Linked DNA regions of Mus musculus: regions 2, 3, 4, 5, 6 and 7 are each linked to region 1. A link is a contact called in public HiCAR-type and promoter capture Hi-C data. All regions are on one chromosome and are shown on one strand. Each heading gives the region's core, a stretch centred on a gene start, on an enhancer-like site or on the middle of the called end of the contact. The rest is flanking DNA. Distances are from core to core; before and after follow the strand shown. Region 1 holds the start of Sec61a1 (Sec61 alpha 1 subunit (S. cerevisiae)). Region 2 holds the start of Xpc (xeroderma pigmentosum, complementation group C). Region 3 holds the start of Slc41a3 (solute carrier family 41, member 3). Region 4 holds the start of Chchd4 (coiled-coil-helix-coiled-coil-helix domain containing 4). Region 5 holds the start of 1810044D09Rik (RIKEN cDNA 1810044D09 gene). Region 6 holds the start of Fam136a (family with sequence similarity 136, member A). Region 7 holds the start of Tia1 (cytotoxic granule-associated RNA binding protein 1).

The links. Promoter capture Hi-C pulls out the DNA fragments that hold promoters and counts their contacts. HiCAR-type assays count read pairs that join an accessible place to other places. Capture Hi-C pulls out chosen DNA fragments and counts their contacts.
Region 2: a promoter capture Hi-C map of adipose tissue shows a contact between it and region 1, with 3 times the contacts expected there. The contact joins the promoter of Xpc here to the promoter of Sec61a1 in region 1. A contact is called at or near these places in 5 of 39 promoter capture datasets (cranial neural crest, hippocampal neurons, liver and 1 more), 1 of 484 Hi-C or Micro-C datasets (natural killer cells), 2 of 115 datasets of contacts at active chromatin or transcription factors (astrocytes and thymic regulatory T cells) and 2 of 9 other capture datasets (adipose tissue and liver).
Region 3: a contact with region 1 is called in a promoter capture Hi-C map of liver, with 2.4 times the contacts expected there. The contact joins the promoter of Slc41a3 here to the promoter of Sec61a1 in region 1. A contact is called at or near these places in 1 of 39 promoter capture datasets (pre-B cells), 1 of 115 datasets of contacts at active chromatin or transcription factors (astrocytes) and 1 of 9 other capture datasets (liver).
Region 4: a contact with region 1 is called in a promoter capture Hi-C map of adipose tissue, with 2.7 times the contacts expected there. The contact joins the promoter of Chchd4 here to the promoter of Sec61a1 in region 1. A contact is called at or near these places in 5 of 39 promoter capture datasets (cranial neural crest, embryonic stem cells, liver and 2 more), 5 of 484 Hi-C or Micro-C datasets (CD4 T cells, CD8 T cells, memory CD8 T cells and 2 more), 2 of 115 datasets of contacts at active chromatin or transcription factors (astrocytes and thymic regulatory T cells) and 3 of 9 other capture datasets (adipose tissue, embryonic stem cells and liver).
Region 5: a HiCAR-type map of astrocytes shows a contact between it and region 1, with 5 times the contacts expected there. The contact joins the promoter of 1810044D09Rik here to the promoter of Sec61a1 in region 1. A contact is called at or near these places in 3 of 39 promoter capture datasets (the 3T3-L1 cell line and liver), 1 of 115 datasets of contacts at active chromatin or transcription factors (astrocytes) and 2 of 9 other capture datasets (adipose tissue and embryonic stem cells).
Region 6: a promoter capture Hi-C map of pre-B cells shows a contact between it and region 1, with 5 times the contacts expected there. The contact joins the promoter of Fam136a here to the promoter of Sec61a1 in region 1. A contact is called at or near these places in 2 of 39 promoter capture datasets (neutrophils and pre-B cells), 2 of 484 Hi-C or Micro-C datasets (B cells and CD4 T cells), 1 of 115 datasets of contacts at active chromatin or transcription factors (thymic regulatory T cells) and 2 of 9 other capture datasets (adipose tissue and liver).
Region 7: a promoter capture Hi-C map of pre-B cells shows a contact between it and region 1, with 2.7 times the contacts expected there. The contact joins the promoter of Tia1 here to the promoter of Sec61a1 in region 1. A contact is called at or near these places in 2 of 39 promoter capture datasets (liver and pre-B cells) and 2 of 484 Hi-C or Micro-C datasets (CD8 T cells and regulatory T cells).

Annotation. Positions count from the first base shown.
Region 1 is chr6:88,517,391-88,520,090 of GRCm38.p6, forward strand. It overlaps Sec61a1 (Sec61 alpha 1 subunit (S. cerevisiae)), which reads right to left and starts at 1,410. Exons shown (of 12, transcript NM_016906.4): 1 at 1,296-1,410; 2 at 981-1,048. The coding sequence starts at 1,302.
Region 2 is chr6:91,514,576-91,517,275 of GRCm38.p6, forward strand. It overlaps Xpc (xeroderma pigmentosum, complementation group C), which reads right to left and starts at 1,313. Exons shown (of 16, transcript NM_009531.2): 1 at 1,131-1,313. The coding sequence starts at 1,224. It overlaps Lsm3 (LSM3 homolog, U6 small nuclear RNA and mRNA degradation associated), which reads left to right and starts at 1,460. Exons shown (of 4, transcript NM_026309.2): 1 at 1,460-1,503; 2 at 2,473-2,583. The coding sequence starts at 1,483.
Region 3 is chr6:90,603,587-90,606,286 of GRCm38.p6, forward strand. It overlaps Slc41a3 (solute carrier family 41, member 3), which reads left to right and starts at 1,294. Exons shown (of 11, transcript NM_027868.2): 1 at 1,294-1,422.
Region 4 is chr6:91,472,032-91,474,731 of GRCm38.p6, forward strand. It overlaps Chchd4 (coiled-coil-helix-coiled-coil-helix domain containing 4), which reads right to left and starts at 1,392. Exons shown (of 3, transcript NM_133928.2): 1 at 1,285-1,392. The coding sequence starts at 1,306. It overlaps Tmem43 (transmembrane protein 43), which reads left to right and starts at 1,676. Exons shown (of 12, transcript NM_028766.3): 1 at 1,676-1,867. The coding sequence starts at 1,856.
Region 5 is chr6:91,439,641-91,442,340 of GRCm38.p6, forward strand. 1810044D09Rik (RIKEN cDNA 1810044D09 gene) reads left to right here and starts at 1,347. Exons shown (of 2, transcript NR_038153.1): 1 at 1,347-1,518; 2 at 1,802-2,115. 4930471M09Rik (RIKEN cDNA 4930471M09 gene) reads right to left here and starts at 1,214. Exons shown (of 3, transcript NR_045980.1): 1 at 721-1,214.
Region 6 is chr6:86,364,244-86,366,943 of GRCm38.p6, forward strand. It overlaps Fam136a (family with sequence similarity 136, member A), which reads left to right and starts at 1,403. Exons shown (of 3, transcript NM_025591.3): 1 at 1,403-1,576; 2 at 2,367-2,507. The coding sequence starts at 1,490.
Region 7 is chr6:86,402,811-86,405,510 of GRCm38.p6, forward strand. It overlaps Tia1 (cytotoxic granule-associated RNA binding protein 1), which reads left to right and starts at 1,409. Exons shown (of 13, transcript NM_011585.4): 1 at 1,409-1,712. The coding sequence starts at 1,687. It overlaps n-TGccc4 (a tRNA gene), which reads left to right and starts at 1,083; the gene lies at 1,083-1,153.

The DNA of each region.
Region 1 (2,700 bases), core at 160-2,659:
GCGTGGGACTTGGGTTTCTTGGCCCTCGAGCCAGAATCTCTGCACTGAGGTGGAACAGATAAAGTTCTGAACATCATCCTGGCAAAGGCAGCAAGGGTACTGCAAGGCATTTGCATAGAACTATGGAAAGTAAAAACTAAATTAGAAGCACAAAGTATCCATGTGAATGCCAACTACAAATGCCAGATGTGAATATATGACAGTCTGAAAAAAAAAAAAAAACCCAAAATACCAAAAAAAACAAAACAAAACAAAAAAAACCCCAAAACCAAAACCAAAAAAAACACCAAAAACCAAACCAGGAACACAAAGTAGATTTACTGTTTTCTGAGCCCATGGGCCTGGACTTTCCTTCACCGGGCACTCTCACACTAGGAACATTTATTCTTGGGCCGAAGCTGCCTGCCACAGAAATTCTGATTAAGATTCACATTAAGCATTAAGGTGCTACAGTTCTCTCCTTCCTTGTTTTAGAGCACCTGCTGTCAATGGCAGCAGACTTCACTAGTGCATGTAAACTCGATGCTGGGGCAGCATACATTCAAATAAAAACCACAAACACGTTCATATCGATTACACGACTCGATTTTTCCTTTGGAAACCAGATACCGAAGTCACCTCCCACACGAAACAAACACCCCATCATCTGCTCCTGCTGGAGGTGAAGAACGGAGGGTAACTCAATCTGGGATCCTAACTGAGGTCTTAATCAATCACTGCTCAGACCCACTTTCGGACTAGGCAAACCTGAGGCTTTGTTAACCACTATCCACTAAAGATGCTCCTAACGAGACAAGGTGTTGGGAGAATTCCCACACAACCGGGTCACCTTTCAACGGCTCCCGTGAGTATCCCAGCACACACAGCTACACTCCAGAGGGGCAGTTTTCACTCGGTGTGCTGAGGCCATTTTTAATTGTACTGTAAACTCCCAGCGCCCAATTTTGCAAGTCTTCTTTGACCACCATCTGGGGACTTACCTTTCTCTCTGGCTTCTGAATTTCCGGCAAGATGACACAGAATGGCTTGATGACTTCCAGAAATTTGACTTTGATGGAAGAAACAGAAAGAGAAGGAGTTAGGTACGGAGTAACTTGAGGGCACCTGAGGGAGCCCGGCACGATGAGAGCCGGGCGTGGGCGTGCGGGGACCCAGAAGGCTCGGTCTAGGGGCGCGGGAACGAGTCCCCCAGGCAGGCCGCGTTCCGCCAGGATCGGGAAGCACGGCGGGCGAGCGCCCAAACGGGGAAAGGCGACGCATCCTGGCTGCGCCGGGGTGGCCCCCAGGAAACTCACTCGCCATGGCGGCGGCTGATCCGACTACACGCCCGGCCCCGACTGCGCTCCACTTCGAGTGAGGAGGCGCTGCTAGCTCCGGAGCGCGCTTCCTCGACCGAGAGACACGTCAGTGATAGCCCGGCGGCGAGCGGCGCGGCGAGGCGGGGCCGGGGATGGGCCACCGGCCGCTTCCGCTTCCTGCCACGCGCGCCCGCCGCGCCGCCTGCGCCAAGACCACAACTCCCGGCATGCAGCAGGAGCAGAGAGGCTGTCGGGAAGACGACTGTCGGGCCACACCGGAACTGGGCGTGTGCAGCTGCGCAGACTCTCCCGGAAGTGAGGGCCAAATCAGCCCTTGTTACTAGTGGACGCTTCGTGGTGGTGTTGGCCCTACGAAGCAGGCGATTCGGCTTTCCGTGTCGGTGGCCCTCAGTACCAGTGATAGCATGTCGCGACCCAGTAGGCCTCAGCTGCTGCTCGTCACGCACGACAGAGCAGCAGTGTGCTGAATCCTACCCTGCATGGCTTACCCTACCCTACAATACCCTCCTGGGTGCTGTAGGCTGCCTCCAAGGATGTCTGAGCTCATGCATTTGAGGACGTTCGGCAAAGGCCGGGTCTGGCGGCTCTGGGTGGGCTTTGGCGCAGCGCATTCCAAGAAGGCCTTTGGAACTGGAGAGTTAGGAGAGATGAAGAAACCGAGCCAAGCCTTGCAGCCCCATATCTTCAGGGAAAAGAATACATCTGGGCTGGAGGAAAGGGTGTGCGAAGGGGACTGGGCAAGGTGGGGCAACATGAAACTTACTCTTTAGTGGGATCTCTGATCTCAGTGCTGTGTGCTGTCTGAAATCGACTTCTTGCTGTGCACCCTGAGTGCTGAGTTTCATGCAGCCAAGTCCTGACTTCAACGGAGAGGTTTGCTGTGGCCACGTCCTTAGAAACATTCTAGACAGCCAGCCCCATGTCATTGATAGGACATTTATATTTAATTTGGCATTAAGTTGCATGTGCGTACACAAATATAGATGGGTTTAGGGGAAAGCACTAAGTCAATATACTTAGCACAATGTGAGGTTTTTGTTTTCGATTCTTTAAGCTAGGTCTCTAGGTAGCCCTCGATACCACTATGTAGACTAGGCTGGCTTCAGATTCACAGAGATCCCACCTGACTGCTCTGAGTGCTGGGACTAGCCGTGCATGTGCCACCACAGCAGGCCACAATGTGAGGTTTTTGAAACAGAGGTGCAGTGTTTTTGCATGTACACATTTTAAAGATTTAATTATTAAATATTAGAGACAGATGCCTAAAGAGACAATAAAATCTAAATGAAGTTTTGATTAAGTATTTCTTTGAGATTTATTTTTATTGTTTCTGTGCTCACGTAAGTATGATAACAGGTGCCCTTTGAAGGTAGAAGAGGGA
Region 2 (2,700 bases), core at 63-2,562, 3.0 Mb after region 1:
TATCTAAAGAGCAGAAAGCAGGTCACTAAAGAACCAGGCATCTGCAATCCCTGTGATCAGGAGGATTAGACCGGAAGTCAGACTTCTAGACCAGCCAGCTGTTTAAATAAACAGGAAAAAAAAAAATCAAAATAAGAATATCTGAAACGGAAAGATCCAGATTTCTAGGCCAGCCTGCTGTTTAAAATAAACAGGAAAAAATCAAAACAAGAATATTTGGAAAGGAGACAGAATTGTGACAGCCTCTAAATCCTGTAGGAAACCAGCTAAGTGAGGAAGATGCTATACTTGCAGAGCGCAAGTCTGAGGGGGTTTTAGATAAGAAGACAGAGGCATGAGGTTTTGTTGTTCTACATCCGTTTGGCTGCTAGATGATGACCTGAGGCAGACAGATGAGAGGAAGCCAGAAAAGAAGCAACGTGAAGTTCACTTACTCAATTGTGGACAGGATCTCCAGCTATAAAATTAAAGAGAATTAGGTACAGATTTCATTGGTTCCGAAGCTGACTGGACTTGCTGCCGAACTGGCAGTTAAGAAAAGGTGTGATTTATTGAAATGGAACAACTGGAGGATGGATTTGTTTAAGAGGGAAGATGGAAGTTTTGCTTTGTTCAAGATCTAGGTAAGAAGCGCATTCTAGCCAGGGCGCAGTGGCAGACACGGGTTAATCCTAGCTCTAGGGAGGCAGAGACAGGTGGATCTCTTGAGTTTGAGGCCAACCCGGTCTACAAAGTAAGATCCAGAACAGCCAGGGCTACACAGAGAAACCTTGTCCGGAAAAACAAAGCAACAACAACAAAGCACATCCTAAACTCTGGAGTTACACTGGATGGCAGTCGGGAATTTGGAGAGAGATCTCGCACGCACTAGAGTCTCCCTCCGTCTTGGTTTTGGGGTCTCCTTGAGACACCTGGTAACTGCGAAGCTTTCTGCTGCTCAGCCTTCAACACTTGCTTAGAGGCTGAACTTGGCTCTAATGGTTAACAGAGGGGTTTAAGGCTGATAGCAGAGGCCCTCGGGGACGCCGCGCACCCGGCCGTGGAGACCTTGCCACAGGCGCAGATCCGCTCCGCCGCCCGCACCAGCCTCAGCCACCACTGCCTGGCATGTTGCAGACTCGGCCTCTCACCCGCAACGCTCTCCTCGTGCCGGGCTACTTTGTTGTCCTCGGTTTTCTGGCCCCGCTTCCGCCGCCTTCCGTCTGCGGTGCGCTTTGGGGCCATGCTAGCCAGAGGCGTTCCTCGGGACTACCGCGCAGGACGCCGCAGGTCTCCGCGTGCCCGCCCCGCCCGGAGGCGGGCCACGCCTGGCCGCGCCCCCAGCCCAGGGTAGGACCACGCCCTCGAAGGAAGCCCCGCCCCCATGCAAACTACGAGGGCGCGAAGGGACAAAAATAATATAGTTCGCCTTCAGTGCGTGGCGGCCTAAGGTTTCTGAGTTCCTGTTCCCGCGAGAGGTGGAAAGGGCGCAGCGTTTGAAACATGGCGGACGACGTAGATCAGGTAAGTTTGACCTGAGGCGTTCGAAGAGGAAATGCTTTCGCTTCTCGCTTTTTCCACGCTTCCCGTGGGATGGCCCTTTTCTTTTTTTCCGAGTCACCACGGCCTTCCGTAGCCGGGCCTGCTCCTGAAACCTCCGTAGGCCCAGAGTTTCTCAACCCGCCCGTCTACCCATCGCGCTCGTCGTCGCCCTTTCTCTGTAGAATGAATGCAGGCGGCTGGAGATGCCCATCTCTGGGAGCTAGCTGTCGGGATTCCGACAGAAAGCGGGAGGTCGTAGCAGGACACCAGTTTAGCAATCCGAGTGAACACGGGGGGCACAGGCAGTGGTTCCCTTGGAGTGAATTACGAGGGGAGGTCAGAGGAAAGGTGCAGTTCTAGGAGATGGAGAAACTGCTAGAGATGGAGTATGAAGAAAACAAGCAAAGATCTGGTACACAGGCCAACAGAAGGGCCTACGGGCCTCTGCACCTACCCTTCCCTATTTCTTAGGTAGCTGGTGTACCTTGGCCACCAAAATGTCTTTCACACCCTCACATGCACACACAGCCCCTGCACACACACACACACACACACACACACACACACACACACACGTACGTACGTGCTACCCTACTGTGTTTCTCTCCAGAGCATGTTGTTTTAAATATGTATAGCCCCTGCACACACACACACACACACACACACACACACGTATGTACGTACGTACGTGCTACCCTACTGTGTTTCTCTCCAGAGCATGTTGTTTTAAATATGTATTTATTTAAAGTGTTTCTTCCACAACTAGAGTGTAAGTTCCTTAATGGGGATTTATTGGGGCTGGAGAGGTGGCTTGGCAGATAAGAGCGCTTGCTGATCTTGGAGACAACCCTGGTTGTGTACTAGCACCCACATGCTGCTCTCTCAGCTGACCAGTGATTGAAACACCACCCGGCCTCTGTATCCTATGAGTAAGCCTTTGCCTTTCCTCAGCAACAGACCACCAATACCGTAGAGGAGCCCCTGGATCTGATCAGGCTCAGCCTGGATGAGCGAATTTATGTGAAAATGAGAAATGACCGAGAGCTTCGAGGCAGACTACACGTAAGTCTGTTAAAACATCTCAGAGCCAGAGGCTGCATCCTACCTCCTTACAAATTAGAACTGCAGTGTAAACTTACTTTTTTGAATTTCTTTTGGGAATTGGAAAATCCTTCTATT
Region 3 (2,700 bases), core at 44-2,543, 2.1 Mb after region 1:
TCAGCCTTTAATCAAAGGGTTTGTGATGGAGGGATCAGGGGCTGAGGTCCAGGGTTCTCTTCAAGACTGTGACACCAGTTATTGCTTTTCCCTGTTCTAGTCAGACCTAAGATTCTGCTACCCCCCACCTGCCCACAGTGCCTCAGTCTGGGAATCAAACTCGTTAAACCTTTATGAAACCTTCAAAAGTATGGGCTAAAATAAACCCTTTTCTTTGTATAAGTTGATTTTGTTACAATAAATGAAAGCATATCAACATGGAGTTCAAGGTTCATGGATGGCTATTCCTGGTGACGCCTCCCTCCTACTGTCTTTCTATGTCTCACCTGCATGCACACAGGGAGAATGAGCTGGCAGGGTCTCTTCCTGAGAGGACTCCAGTCGCATTGTGACTGCACCCTGTGACTTCACTTGTTCATTGCTACCTCTTACATAAGCTGGATTGACAAATGCAATCACTTTGGGAGCTTGGAATTCAGCACTATATTTTGACAATGTAAGCCATCCAGTCTGTAAATTCTCCTAACATGTGGAACACTGTCATCTGTTTTTGTTTTGTTTTTCATTTGCTGGGGACAGAATCCAGGAACTGGGCTTGCATCTCCCCGGGCCTTGCCCTGTCATACTTTTTTTGTGTTGTATTCTTCAAAACTACTGTCTTACAGGTCTTGCACATCCGGTTTCTGCAGGTGCAGTTGGCAGCTTAGAATCCAGCCAGGGCTCAGGATTCTTGAATCAGCCAAGAGCCATAAGTGGGGGCACGGGATAGATTGTAGGAGCTGGTGTCCACTGAGGCTCACCACTGCTGGCTGAGTCTTCCAAGGCTGTATCTTGATAAGAGTGAGAGGATCACACATGTTGAAGGACAGAAGAACTTTCATGACACATACACAAGTGTTCAAAGGTGAAATATTCAGAAATGTCAGATTGAAAACTGAACAGGCAAATGTGTATCCTAAGGGAAGCTGGCCCTTGCAGTGTGCTACTGGAGGCTACTCCGTCGCCCAGCCCCGCCCCCGCCCGTGGCCCCGCCCGTGACCCCGCCCTACTCATGGTCCTGTTCCGGGGTCTAGCTTCTTCTTTCTTGGCCCCACCCCAAGCGGCACCGCCTCTGAGGCGTGTCATTGGGTCCTTCGGCACCCAGGGAGCATCCCTGCACACCCCACTGCTCGATCAGAGAGCTGTCCTGACTAAAAGGCTTTAAAAATTGGGTTTTTCAAGCGCCACCTCTGTGGATTGGCCCCGCCCACAACACTCGCCCAGCAACCCTCCCCTCCTGTGGCCCCGCCCCTCTGTCTGGACGCCTAGGCAGGGCGGGGCTGGCCCGCCTGCTGCCCTTCTCGCTTCCTCCCGCCGCAGGCCTCCACAGTGTCCAGCGCGCGCCTGGCCGCCTCGCTTTCGCCGCCGGCCGGGAGAGGACCGGTAAGCGCGGGCAGGAGCTGGACTGGGAGCCGGGGAAGCCAAGGGAAAGCGGAGCGTCAATGGCCCTCGGGATGGGGCGTGGGGCACAGGATCTGTCTTAGGCACACTGGGCGGGTCAGTTTGTGGCATCCTCGCTCCAAAGGTCTGCAGGGACCCGCCCCGCTGATCTCTCTCCCTCTGCCTGTGATGAACCCCAGAGCGCCTGACTCTAGGGGTTATGGTTAACTCCTTCAGCACCCCGAGATCATCCTTGACCACCCTAAGGCAGGCTCAGCGAGCTGTCCCTGCGCTCCAGGTTGTCAAGCTAGAGGTTGTTCAGACTTGAGAAGATCCCTCAGTCTACCAGATCCTTTCTATAAATCTTTTAAAACTCAGGTTTTCAAACTGCTTCTTCGCCACGGAGACCACTTAGAGACGCAGCCATTCCAACCTGACCCAGATATCTAGATGAGCTTGCTCTGCTTCCTGACGCTGGCTGGCCTCATGCTGGTACTATGGTAGCTTAAGAACCACGACTGTAAAGTAGTACAGAAGAGCCTGGAGTCAGGCCAAGTGCCCTGTAAGGAAAATATACTATAGAAGGGTATAGTGATCTCCCCTTATTGCAGGGAGTTACAAACATGTTCCCAAAGAGTGTCTGAATCCTGGAATGATATCCAGACATATAGATTGTTTTCCTAATATACATACCTATGGTAGAGCTTAACTTGTGAACTAGACACAGTAAAAGATGAACACCCCTAAGGTAGGGCAGGTGTAATCATATACTGTGATACAATTGTCACCATCACTATACTTGTGCCATTATTAAGTAGACTAAGCGTTGCTTGGCCAACAGCTCAGCCACCCTAACAACTGTTGAGAGGGTGACTAGCTGATGGGCAGCATCTGCAGCATAGATCCCTATGCCGAGGAGTGCTGCATGTTCTAGGAGGGACAGTGTAGTGTTAACTGAATCGGTCCACCATGCTGCTCAGAACTGAGCACAAAACCTACAAATTCTTTATTTCTAGAAATGTTCTCTTAATATTTTTGGTAGTAAGCAAAACCTCTGAAGGTACCCTAGGATAAAGGGTCTTACAGCGCTCCGTTCATACTCTGAGGTGGATGGTATTTTGCTCTCCCAAGGTCACACATCTGCGAAGAGGAGAAACTGGGATTCGAACCCTGAGTTTGGGTTCCCGTACATTCCCACCGGAATGTTCTATAAAGTCAAGAAGATAAAGTGCAGATGTGCTCTCCTTATTCTACATAGTGGGCAGCTAAGAGGCAACCCAT
Region 4 (2,700 bases), core at 142-2,641, 3.0 Mb after region 1:
CTGTCTCAAAAACGGAGAACCACTAAACACATACACACACACCTTTTGAACCAGGAAGAAGACGGGCTCTATGTTGCATTAGCAGCTGATGGACCCATCCTCCTTCCTGAAAAACCCGAGGTCTGTAAATCCATCAAGAGGGGTAGAAATGTTTATCTGCATAGCCTCCTTAACTCAAAGACTCGTCATCAACCTACCAACTAGGTTGGAGGAAACAAAAGTCATCCTAGGAATCCGCCTAACAGTGCTGGGTCAAGGACTTTCGTATGCGGAACACCAAGTGCTAACCAACAGAAACAGTCCTCGGGAGAGGCACCAATGATGATGCTGGGAAGGAGGGGGTTCTACAGCGGACTGGGGCCTTCTAACTGGATGTATGGCCTTGGGTGGATCACTTCCTCCTTTGTACCTCATGTTCTCTAGACTTAAGAGTAAAGGAGCTGAGAATTCTGGGTGAACCAAGTCTCTCTGTAGCTTTGTATTCTCAAGAGCCCTCCAACTCTTTCCTGCCTTGGGCACGTGCTTCGTGAATACCAGAGTAAATGACGCCTGATCTCTCAATTTACAGGAGTGGAAACTAGGGCCTGGCGGGTTTGGCAGCTCAGACATAAGAAGCCAGTCAGTGCTGGGAGACCTTAGAGCAACAGATTGGTCTGGATTCTTCTGGGTTGCTGCTTACAGGTAACAACAGGTAGTGAGTGGTCCTCAACGTGGCTAGAAATGACGGAAGAAAGGAAGCTCTTTCATAGCGGGTCCCGGTTTCGTGACCTGATGTGGGTTCCTGGATCGAGTAACCTGTCTTAATTTTCCGTTTGATAAGACGTGGACAGTAAGGGAACCCGACATATAAAAATGGCTACGTTAAGTTTAAAAGCGTGCCTAGTACACAGAAGGCGCTCACTAAATGCTCCTGCCAGATGCACTTCAGCACGCCCACTCTAGCCCAAGCGGTAATTTTTCGGGATAGCTAAAAAGCCTGGGCGGGATAGAACCACGTGGGGAGTGCTAGGAGCGACGGTGTCTAATTCCTAACAGTCCCCGATTCCCAGCCAGAGACAACGTGCTCCACACTGGCCAGGCCCACGTGAGGCCCTCCGAGGCCCGGGTTCGGGCTTCACCTTGACCTTGGACCGGCCTCGTTCCTCACGGAGCCTCTGCCTCTCTCGTCTGGAAACCGCCGCGTGAGGCCCACTAAAGGGCCCACAGCCGCTCGGTGGAGACCACTTGATCGCGTGTCTCTCGCAGGCCCGTCCCGGCCGGTCTCCATGGCAGCGCCCGACTCACCTTCCTGCCGGCAGTAGGACATGGTTGTTCCCGACAGTCCTCTGCAGCTCGCAGAGGCAGCGGGCGCGGCTGGAGCGGATACACCTTCTCGCCGTGACCTCCCTCGCCGCTTCTCAGGCCTGGCGGGTGGCACTGAGGCCCGCACAGACCCGCCCCCTCCAGGCCTGCCCGCCGCGCGCCTGCCTCCGCGCGTCCTAAGCACCAGAACCGCTTCTCAGTCGAAAACTACACTGACCAGCAGCCCTTGCGCCTCTCCAACTAGACCGATACTACATTTCCCAGAAATCTTGCAGCGCGCACGCGCACCAGTGAAATACAGTGGTTTGTAATTTTGTGGCGAACGTGTCAGACGTCGGACTACATTTCCCAGCAGCCCTTAAGATGCGCACGCGCAGACAACTTGAGGCTTAGGCAGGGCGGTAACTTTTGTCCTGCGTCCCGCCAGGTCCTGGATTCCACGAGAAGTCTTGCAGCTCTGTGGCAGACAGGAGGTCACCGTATTCTGCGTTCCGGTCGTCAGCCCAATTCCTAGCGGAATAGAGCAAGACGGCGGCAGCGAACCAAGCCCACCATGGCAGCGAACGTAAGTGCTTCCTGATGCCCGGGTGACACCATCATCCGGGCCGCTTTTTCCCTGGATCCGCGCTGGGTCTTACAGGGGTGCTACCCCAGTGGGTGCAGCTGCCCTCAGCTCTCTGAGCTTCTCCATCTCGGGCTGCGCGTTTGTGGGCCTCAGCAATTAGTCGAGTCCGCTCGTGCACGGCTGCTTCTTCCACTCCTAGTTTCTCTCTGGGCCCCTGGGGATACGAAACTTGGGGAACTTGGGGAACTGAAGGACCACGGGGAAAGTGTCTATTGGTGAGCAGACTGATGAGGTGATCCTGCCCAGGTGGAACTGTCCAGCAAATGCTTCTTTGGTCTTCGCTCCCTAGGGGGTGTGTACTCAAAGGCTGTGTGATGCTACTGTAGCTGGACTAGCCTGGCTGGATGACGTGGAGAGGGAGACTTTTCTCTGCTGCCGGGTTCCTGGTGCACTGATTTGGTTAGAGCCCCTAGCTGAGGATAGTTCACCCAGACCTCTGGCCTCTTCCTACTGCAACTAGTCCTTAAGAATTTTCCTAGTGAATCTTAACATTCATTCAACAAACGGAGCAACACCACCTACTAGGGGACTGGGTGTGGGAGAAGCCGGTGAGTCACCAGTGCCTCTGGTGAAAGCGCCTCTGAAGCCATCTCAGGAGCACTGCCAGCCCCAGGCACACCCTTACTCCCTCCTTGGTAGAGTGTCACTACAGCCCTCCTTGGGCCTGTTACACCCTCTTCCCAGGCCCCTCCTCAGTCCGGCAGACTTCACCTCCTGGGAGGCCGGAGTTTGTTTCACCCACTGTGCAAGCAATATCTGTTTGGCATATTGTC
Region 5 (2,700 bases), core at 97-2,596, 2.9 Mb after region 1:
CAGGAGTCTCACCAGATAGGAGAGGCACCACTACCATAAAACAGACCTCAATTGACTTAAACTAGGGATCAGTCTTAGAGAATAGATATGAGGGACAGGATACTAGAATCAGACTGAGAGAATGGTTGGGTGTGTGCCCTGGGGAGTTAGGTCTGTGTGTTTGTGCTGTTTTGCCATTCATCCAATGATGGACACCCACACTGAGTCCATGACTTAACAAGTGCTGTACAGGAGTTTATATTCCTTCAGGCGTGGCACAGTCCTGGGCAAGTTATGAAAGGAGTCAGATTAAATCTCTAGATGTTTTCAGGAGAGGCTGCCAGCCCTAACAGCTGCCACACATCCCTCCATATACACCCCCACCACAGATGATGGCTTCTGTGTAGTCCAATGAGAAAATTTTCTTCTTAGGGTACTTTTTAAAACATTTTTGAGACCTGTATAATTAGTCCATTTGTGTCATGAGAAAACTTCGTTTCAGCTGTTTGTTTTTTCAATAAGATGACTTTCCTTAACAGGCAAAAAAGCAGTACTCATCTTTATTATTGATTTGAGATAGTATATATATATTCAGGAAAGTTGTCTTAATTTCACATTAATTACATACATTGCTTTCCTCCTTTATCTTTATACATAAAATAGGCTGTTGATATATCTTGAAGAATTTTAAAGGATATTAAATGTTTGATTAAAAAAAAAAAAGGAGTTCGTGCTGAATACCTGTTCTCTCAGCGAACACTCACTCAATCACAAAGCAAATGTCAGTGTTTCTTCTGGAAAAAATCTTATCCAAAGTTTACAATCAAAATTACAAATGGATGGGATTAGCTCTTAAACATACTAAAAGATGTATCATAGATGTAAAACCAACTGTTTTACAGTTTTCGAGCTCACTCTCATGTGGTTCCACATACTCTGGTTCCAGGAGTTAGTGCTACGGGGCCTGCTCACTCACCCCACAAAAAAATGAGCGATAAGACTGAGGGCGGGAGGTCATTATGAGCTGGTCGCCCGGGAGGGCGAGTTTGGACCGTGCAGTACCTTGCTAGCTGAACAGGACAGGGTTAATGTCTAGAATATACAAAGACTCAAAAAATGAATACCTAGAAGTCAAGTGATGGGCTACGGATATGAGAATACAGTTCTCAAGAGTGTTCAAACGGCCAGTTCCACCCGAATATGAACCGACAGCTAGAATGCCAAGGTAGCTGCACGGGACCTTCCTGCTAGACTGAAGCGCTAGCAATGGAGAAGCTGGGCGGAGCCTCCAGTGCAGTAGCGGCGACGGCGCGGTTACATGACGTCATCCTGAGGCGCTGGCCAGTAGCGTCATCAGTTTGAGCCGCTTTCCTTGCCTTGGTCCCTGAGAACCGTCTTCCGACCCTTCCTCCTTCGGTGCTGACTGCTCCCGCGGCTCTTTACGCTGAGATGTTTCACTGACTTCTGCCTGAGATCTGGAAAAGGAACACTGCCCAATAGATGAACATGTGTGAAAAATAACTTCCAAGGAACATCATGGTACTAAGTATCAAATGGAAAGGGAAAGCGAGCAGGCATATTTCTGCCATGGCAGAAACAGCTCTCATAGGCTTCAGAAATAGCCTCCTCCCCGCCGCACCCCACCCCCACCCCCGAGTTCGTCTTCCTCCTGATGCGGGAGGCTTGACTCCAGGTGTTGTTTAGTTTCCTTATCAGTAGCACGTGATGGGGTTCACATATCCACTGCCAGGTCTAGTGGTTGCTGCTTGTTACTAATCCCGAGGCTATCCTCAGATCCCTCATCTCTTCCGCTTTCTTACAGTGCGCAGGGACTGTGCTAAACAGAAAACTGTCAGTCACTGCGGGAATGTGCCTCCCTGATCGCCGCGATCGCCCGCTGCCGCAGCTGTTTCTCCTTCACACGCATAGGCTCCCTGTCTTGCATGGGAGGGAGCAGACCCAGGGGACACCAGACCAACTTGAGTTCACATGGGTTGACTATCCACACCTCTCTCCTCTGTCTTTGGTATCCCGTGAAGTGTGCTGTGTCTCCTCTACCCTGTGATTCCTGTTCATCTCAGGAAGCAGCTGAAAGGGTCAGGAAGGTCCTGGGACATTAAACTACTGTTTGGATGATGTTTGTCTACACTCATTTTCTGGGGAATGATGCGGCTGCCAGACCACGTTAGTGGTCAACTGTCAGGAGTCACATGTGTCCTGAGTCCCTGTGGCCTGAGGGCTCCAGCTATCCCTTCAGTTCTTGGCACAGAGATGTGCTCATGACTGCTGAGCAAGGACAGCTCACAAATCTGTCAGGTTCGAGAGCTCTTCTGCTTGACCCCCTCACTACAGAGGAGGCATCTGGGACCTCACTGCCTCTGGATGTACATCCACTATCCCTCTTCCCAAAATCCCCACAATCACACCTGGACTCATGCTTCAGGTTTCTGTCCAAGGGCTCCAGCTCCCTTATGGCTGGTCCTGTGATGAGGCAAACCATCGTGGTGGCTGGTGAGCAGAGTGACTTGTCTTAAGGTGGACAGAAAGCAGAGAGAAGGAAGGGACCATGATCAAAACATACCCATACAAGTCACTTACTTTAACAAGTAGGCCTACTTTTACTAGTTCTGCCATTTGACAATCACCATGTGAAATATCACCCTAAGTAGTTGTATATAGCCTGTAACTCAGGGCCCACAGGCATAACAGGAGCTATGAGTA
Region 6 (2,700 bases), core at 153-2,652, 2.2 Mb before region 1:
TTCGCGGCTGAGGCAGCCATCTTGCCCTGCTAGGATTTAAATATTCCAGAGTCTTCCCCTCCCTTTGCTTTGACTTTGTGCACAGTGAGAGAAAAATGGACACTGAAGGGTCCGCTTCAGACCCCATTCAAAGTACTTGCAAAGCACCTGGTCTGTTGGGTGACCACTGCCATCGCCCTGGCTCCAGCTGCTCCTGGAAGATCCCTGTAAGTCCGGCTTCAAGTAGTGGACACATTTTATCCCCAACCCTGGTATCTGAGAGAGGGAAAGCCCAGCCATGGAGGAACACAGCTTTTCTCAAAGGACAATGGGTTGTGTGGCTTTTCCTACCCTCAAAACAGAGCTAGCCTGCCATCTAGTGGCGAATCACAGCAAGTGCCTAAAATCTCAAGCACTCTTCACACGCTAGTCTTTTTTTTTTCGTTCCAGGCTATTCCACAAAGCTTCAACCTTTTTTTTCTGTTTTGCCCTCTGAAGCTTCCCGTACCTGCCTGTCATTCTTTTCCTTCTCCAGAGTGCCAGGCAAGGGCCTTCTAGTTCAATACAAAAATTCAATGCTAGCTCGCCGAGAGAGATTTCCCGAAACACTCGAACTTTCCCTTATCTCTATGGGACCACTTATAGCCCAAGCTCTTCTAACGCAGCCTTTAGTAGCCCTCTTCCTAACCTAATGATGCTCCCCTCTGCATCGGCCCATGGGAAGAAGGGACCACTTGTGTTTCAGAGATGACTGCATAAGACAGTAGAAATGGGAACACGAGAGCACATGGCTGACAGAACCAATCCATTCAGAAACAGCTCGCCCTTACTCAACGGTCTCGCTATCTACAGCCCCTCCATACCCCCACACTACTCTTGAGACAATCTAGAATACCGTACCCTTTACTCGCAGTAACTAGTAACTCGGCATAAATGTTCACCAGCTGGGGAATTGACAAAGCAAATTGTGGTATGTACATTTAATGAAATTCTGTTCGGCAACAAAAAGAAACCAAGACAAAGATAGCAATAATAAAATCTGATCGAGCTGTACAAGAGCTGCTAATTACATTCGCTTTTTTAAAATTGGGATTGACAGAGGGAGAGAGAGAAAGAGAGGAAGAAAAGAAGTCAGACGACGAAGAGATCTTTGGCCACCAAAAGCCTGGCTCCACGGAAGAACCAGCGGCGCGCCCGCTGTCTCCTGCCTGAAGTTGCTTAACCTAGACGCCAGGGGGCGATGAGGATGCGGGAACGGGAACGCTTACTGAGGACAAGGGCGCAATGGCCAGGGGCCAGGGCGAGGTACTCGGAAGACTGTGCGGTGACTCGGTGGGGGGTCGGGCTCAGCGCAAAGGGGCGGGACTCACTAGCTAGGGGCGGGGCGCAGCCGAGGGCGGGGCGAAGCCGGAGGGTGGGACTCAGTGGCTTGAGAAGCCCGCACGGGCGCAGGGGGCGGGGCGCAGCGGGTGCACACGCGGGCGCCGGCGCGGCTGAGCTCAGGGTCGCCATGGCGGAGGTGCAGCAACTCCGAGTGCAGGAGGCTGTGGACGCCATGGTGAAAAGTGTGGAGAGAGAGAACATCCGGAAGATGCAGGTAGCGGCGCGGTCCGGCGCCCAAACGGGATTGGAAACTCGGGCGGGGGTGGCGCGGTGACGTTCGAGCTCCGGGCCTCGCGTGGGGCGGTTTCCTCCCACCTGGCCTCGGTGACGAGCGTTCGGCCGCCCCTGAGGTGATCTGGCGCGAGGCTCGGAGGGACCGGCCCAGGAGAACCACCAGACCGAAATCCCTTCGGGCCGTCCTGCGCTGATTTAGATGCCACGAACCCTGAACGCCCGTGAGCGTGGGCCCCGTCTCCCTCACCCTACTGGCCTCGCTTAACTTCACCCCTTAATCACCCTCTACTGTTTCGATCGCCTTGTGGGGCGTTGACTAGCCAGGCCGACCTCTGAACTCTGCTACAGAAATACAAAAACTGATTTTCAGAACGTGGTTTCTTCCGGTTCAGTCTTGGGTACATTATCTTATCAGTGAGCTCATAGCAGCACACAGGGTCTCTTTTAACCCAGGTTGACTTCCAACCCCCGATCTTCCTGCCTTCACCTTTGGAGTGCGAGGATTACAGGCATGGGCCACCACCCTGGCTTTGTGCTGTGCGGAATGGAACGCAAGGCTTTCTTAGAACTAGCAAGCGCGCTCCCAAGAACATATATCCCCATCCTACAAATGTTAGGCCTGGTAACCGTCCCAGTCTTACGAAGTCCTGATGATACGGCGGGAAAAATAAAACAAAACAGGTAGAGAAGCATGGCCTCCAAGGCCTTGTCCTTCGAGAGCTGTCCTCAGAGTCTTTCCAGTCTCACCAGGCTCTGTCTTCGCTCCCCAGGGCCTCATGTTCCGGTGCAGCGCCAACTGCTGTGAAGACACCCAAGCATCTATGCAGCAGGTGCACCAATGCATCGAGCGCTGCCATGCGCCTCTGGCTCAAGCCCAGGCTCTGGTCACCAGCGAGCTGGAAAGGTTCCAGGTCAGGAATGCCTCACAGCTCCCAAGTCCTTGAACAGCAGCTCCTTGGCAGGGGATGAGAAACACTCGTTCTGCCTTAGGTCCTGTCAACACTGGTGGGAGCCCTGGTGTCCGTGAGGGTTGATATTCTGGAAGAAGCCCTGGGTGTGCTGTTAAGTTGTGCTATATTTGCCACAGAAACAGTAATATAAAAG
Region 7 (2,700 bases), core at 159-2,658, 2.1 Mb before region 1:
GCATTGGTTGGCTTTGAACTCCTGAACTTCCTACCTACTTCTGCGTTCTGAAGTGTGGACAATATTTGTTTTCTGTCTATAATATAGACTCTATATAATCTGAAAATATGACGTACTCTAGAGATAATTATAGAAGTAGAACTCCCAAATGTGGGGTGGTGGTGGCTCATGCTTTTAATCCCAGCATTAGGGAGGCAGAGGCAAGAGGATCTTTTGAGTTTGAAGCTAGTTTAGTCTACAGAGCTAATTCCAGGACAGCCAGTTCTGCACAGAGACCCCCTGTCTTGAAAAACAGAAAAGTTGAAAGAAAAGAAGGAAGGAAAGGAGGGAGGAAGAAGGAAAGAGAGAGGGAATCCCAAATATGGCAGAGTACGCAATTGGTTCTCAACCTGTGGGTCGCGACCCCTTTACCACCCCTCTATCGCTGAAAGTATTTACATTACAATTCATATCAGTAACAAAATTACAGTTATGAAGTAGCAACAAAAGTACTGTTATGGTTGGGGTCACTACAATGCCAGGAACTGTATTAAAAGGTCGCAACATTAGGAATCTTGAGGACCACTGATGTAAAAGAACGACATTGGATACAAAAACTTTCACGTCTTTAATAAATGCTTTACATAATATGTATAGTGTAATAAGAAAGGATAAAAAAAAGTACCGGAACCACATTCCAGAGCCATAACTCTGAACCCTAAGCAAGGGCTGACTGTTGAGATTCTTCTCACCAATTTGCAACAGTAACTCTGTTATTACCAGCTTTTCGATTACATTGGGTATACAAAAGAAATCCAGACATAAATATGATTCCTGCTCGCAAAGTATTGCTTATTGTCAAGTAGACCTTATTTTCTTACCACAACTCTTACTTCTAAATAATAAGCAAAAATGAAAGTCGAGATTTTTCTCAAACAGCCACTCAACAGCATTGGTATGAGAAAGAATGAATCGTTTCATAAAGCAACGGAAAAAGTGCAAGTATCAATTCGTTCTAATTTTCATTTACATAAATCAAGAATCCAATAGGCAGAGATACTAACGTATCTCCTATGAGTTTTCGGACGCCCAAATCCTCAACAGCGCCGCTGGTGTAGTGGTATCATGCAAGATTCCCATTCTTGCGACCCGGGTTCGATTCCCGGGCGGCGCATGTCTTTTCTCTCTTTAAATAGTGTGCAAAAAGAAAATTTTCCTGCTAGAAAAACACCTGCTATTTTATTTCTTTAACCTCCCCAAGGATTTTTAATTTCACTATATAATTCACAAATGAAACACTCCGCTCTGAAACTACAGAAATCCTAAACTACTGGCATTGCGTCTGCGCACTCTGAGCCATCCCTTGCCTGGTGGCAGCGCGGCTGCGCACCAAGTGAACCCCGTCCTTGAAGCCTAAACCCGGCTGCCAGGAGGGTGAGCATGCTAGCTGGCTGTGCGCATGCGCGGCACGGGTCACTCGGCTGCCGGCTCCTAGGCGTCCGGCTCGCCGCCATCTTGGATCGGGGTTTCATTGTTCGCGGTAGGCCGGGCCTTTTTTTGTGTAATCGCTGCCAAAGAAGAAAGCGAAGTAGCCTCCGGTCAAGCGAGGAGGCCGGCTCTTCCGCAGCCATAGCCCGCCTCAAGGATTTGGGAGGTAGCGAAGGGCAGGGAGCTGGACCCTGAGGTGCCGCCGCGACCGCAGCAGCCATGGAGGACGAGATGCCCAAGACTCTGTGAGTCTGGAGCAGCGTTGAGGGAGGCGGGATGGTGGTCGCCCCGTAGGGAGGCCGCGGCCCTGCGCCTCTCTGCAGCCTATTGTTCTCCGTGGACGCCGCGCTGTGGTGGTTCCTCCCTCCCGTGCGCACGCCAGGATGCTTAGAGCCGAGCCGGGCCGAGAGGACGATGGCGGGAGAGGGGCTCGGCCCCTGTCACCCCTCGGCTGGCTGCACCCGCGGCCCCCAGACCTGGAGGAAGGACTTTTCATTCAAAGCTCTCCTCAGGACTCGGCACGTCCTCCTGGAGTCCCATGCTTGCGTCCTTTTTTTCCCCGCCCCCTCTTTTCGATGAATCTTTTCCAGATTTCCATCTGGAACGTCCTTTCTCTTTTCTTTTGGTAGGATTTTTTTCATTTTTAATTCTTGAAGGCTGAGGTTAAAAACTTTATACTTGCAGTTGAGAACTGGAAAGAAAAAAAAAAAAAAAGCCAGACATCTTTCTCGAAGGTCTTCGGCTTTCCCTCTGTAGTACTCCCCTGACCCTCGACCAAAAAACCTAACTGGACACCCAAGGATGTTGAAACCGTTCTTAAAAAATGGAAATCTCACTCGGAGGGATGCATCTACCGAGGGAAAGTGGGTTTCATTAAAACATATTTACCACCATTTGCGACTAGTGGTTGACATTTTTATTAATGGAGTAACTGTGGTCAGTCAGGTGTAAGCATCTTTAGTGAATATTTTGTAACTCGAGTCTAGGATATTGTCTTTGTCATGTAACTTCCCCTTGCATTCTTTGTTTTTCAACGCACGGGTTGAGGCGGTTGTGCCTTTGTTGGGTTTCACAGGGCAAAAAAGAAAAGCTCAAGAAATTGTGGGTTTTGGTTGTTGTTTTTTTCTCCCGGTATATTTGAAGATTGCAACTTGATGTATCGTGCATATAGTTCATATAAATGAAGTAGGATGAACATGTATCATGTTACGGGCCTTAACTCTGCACCTAGTT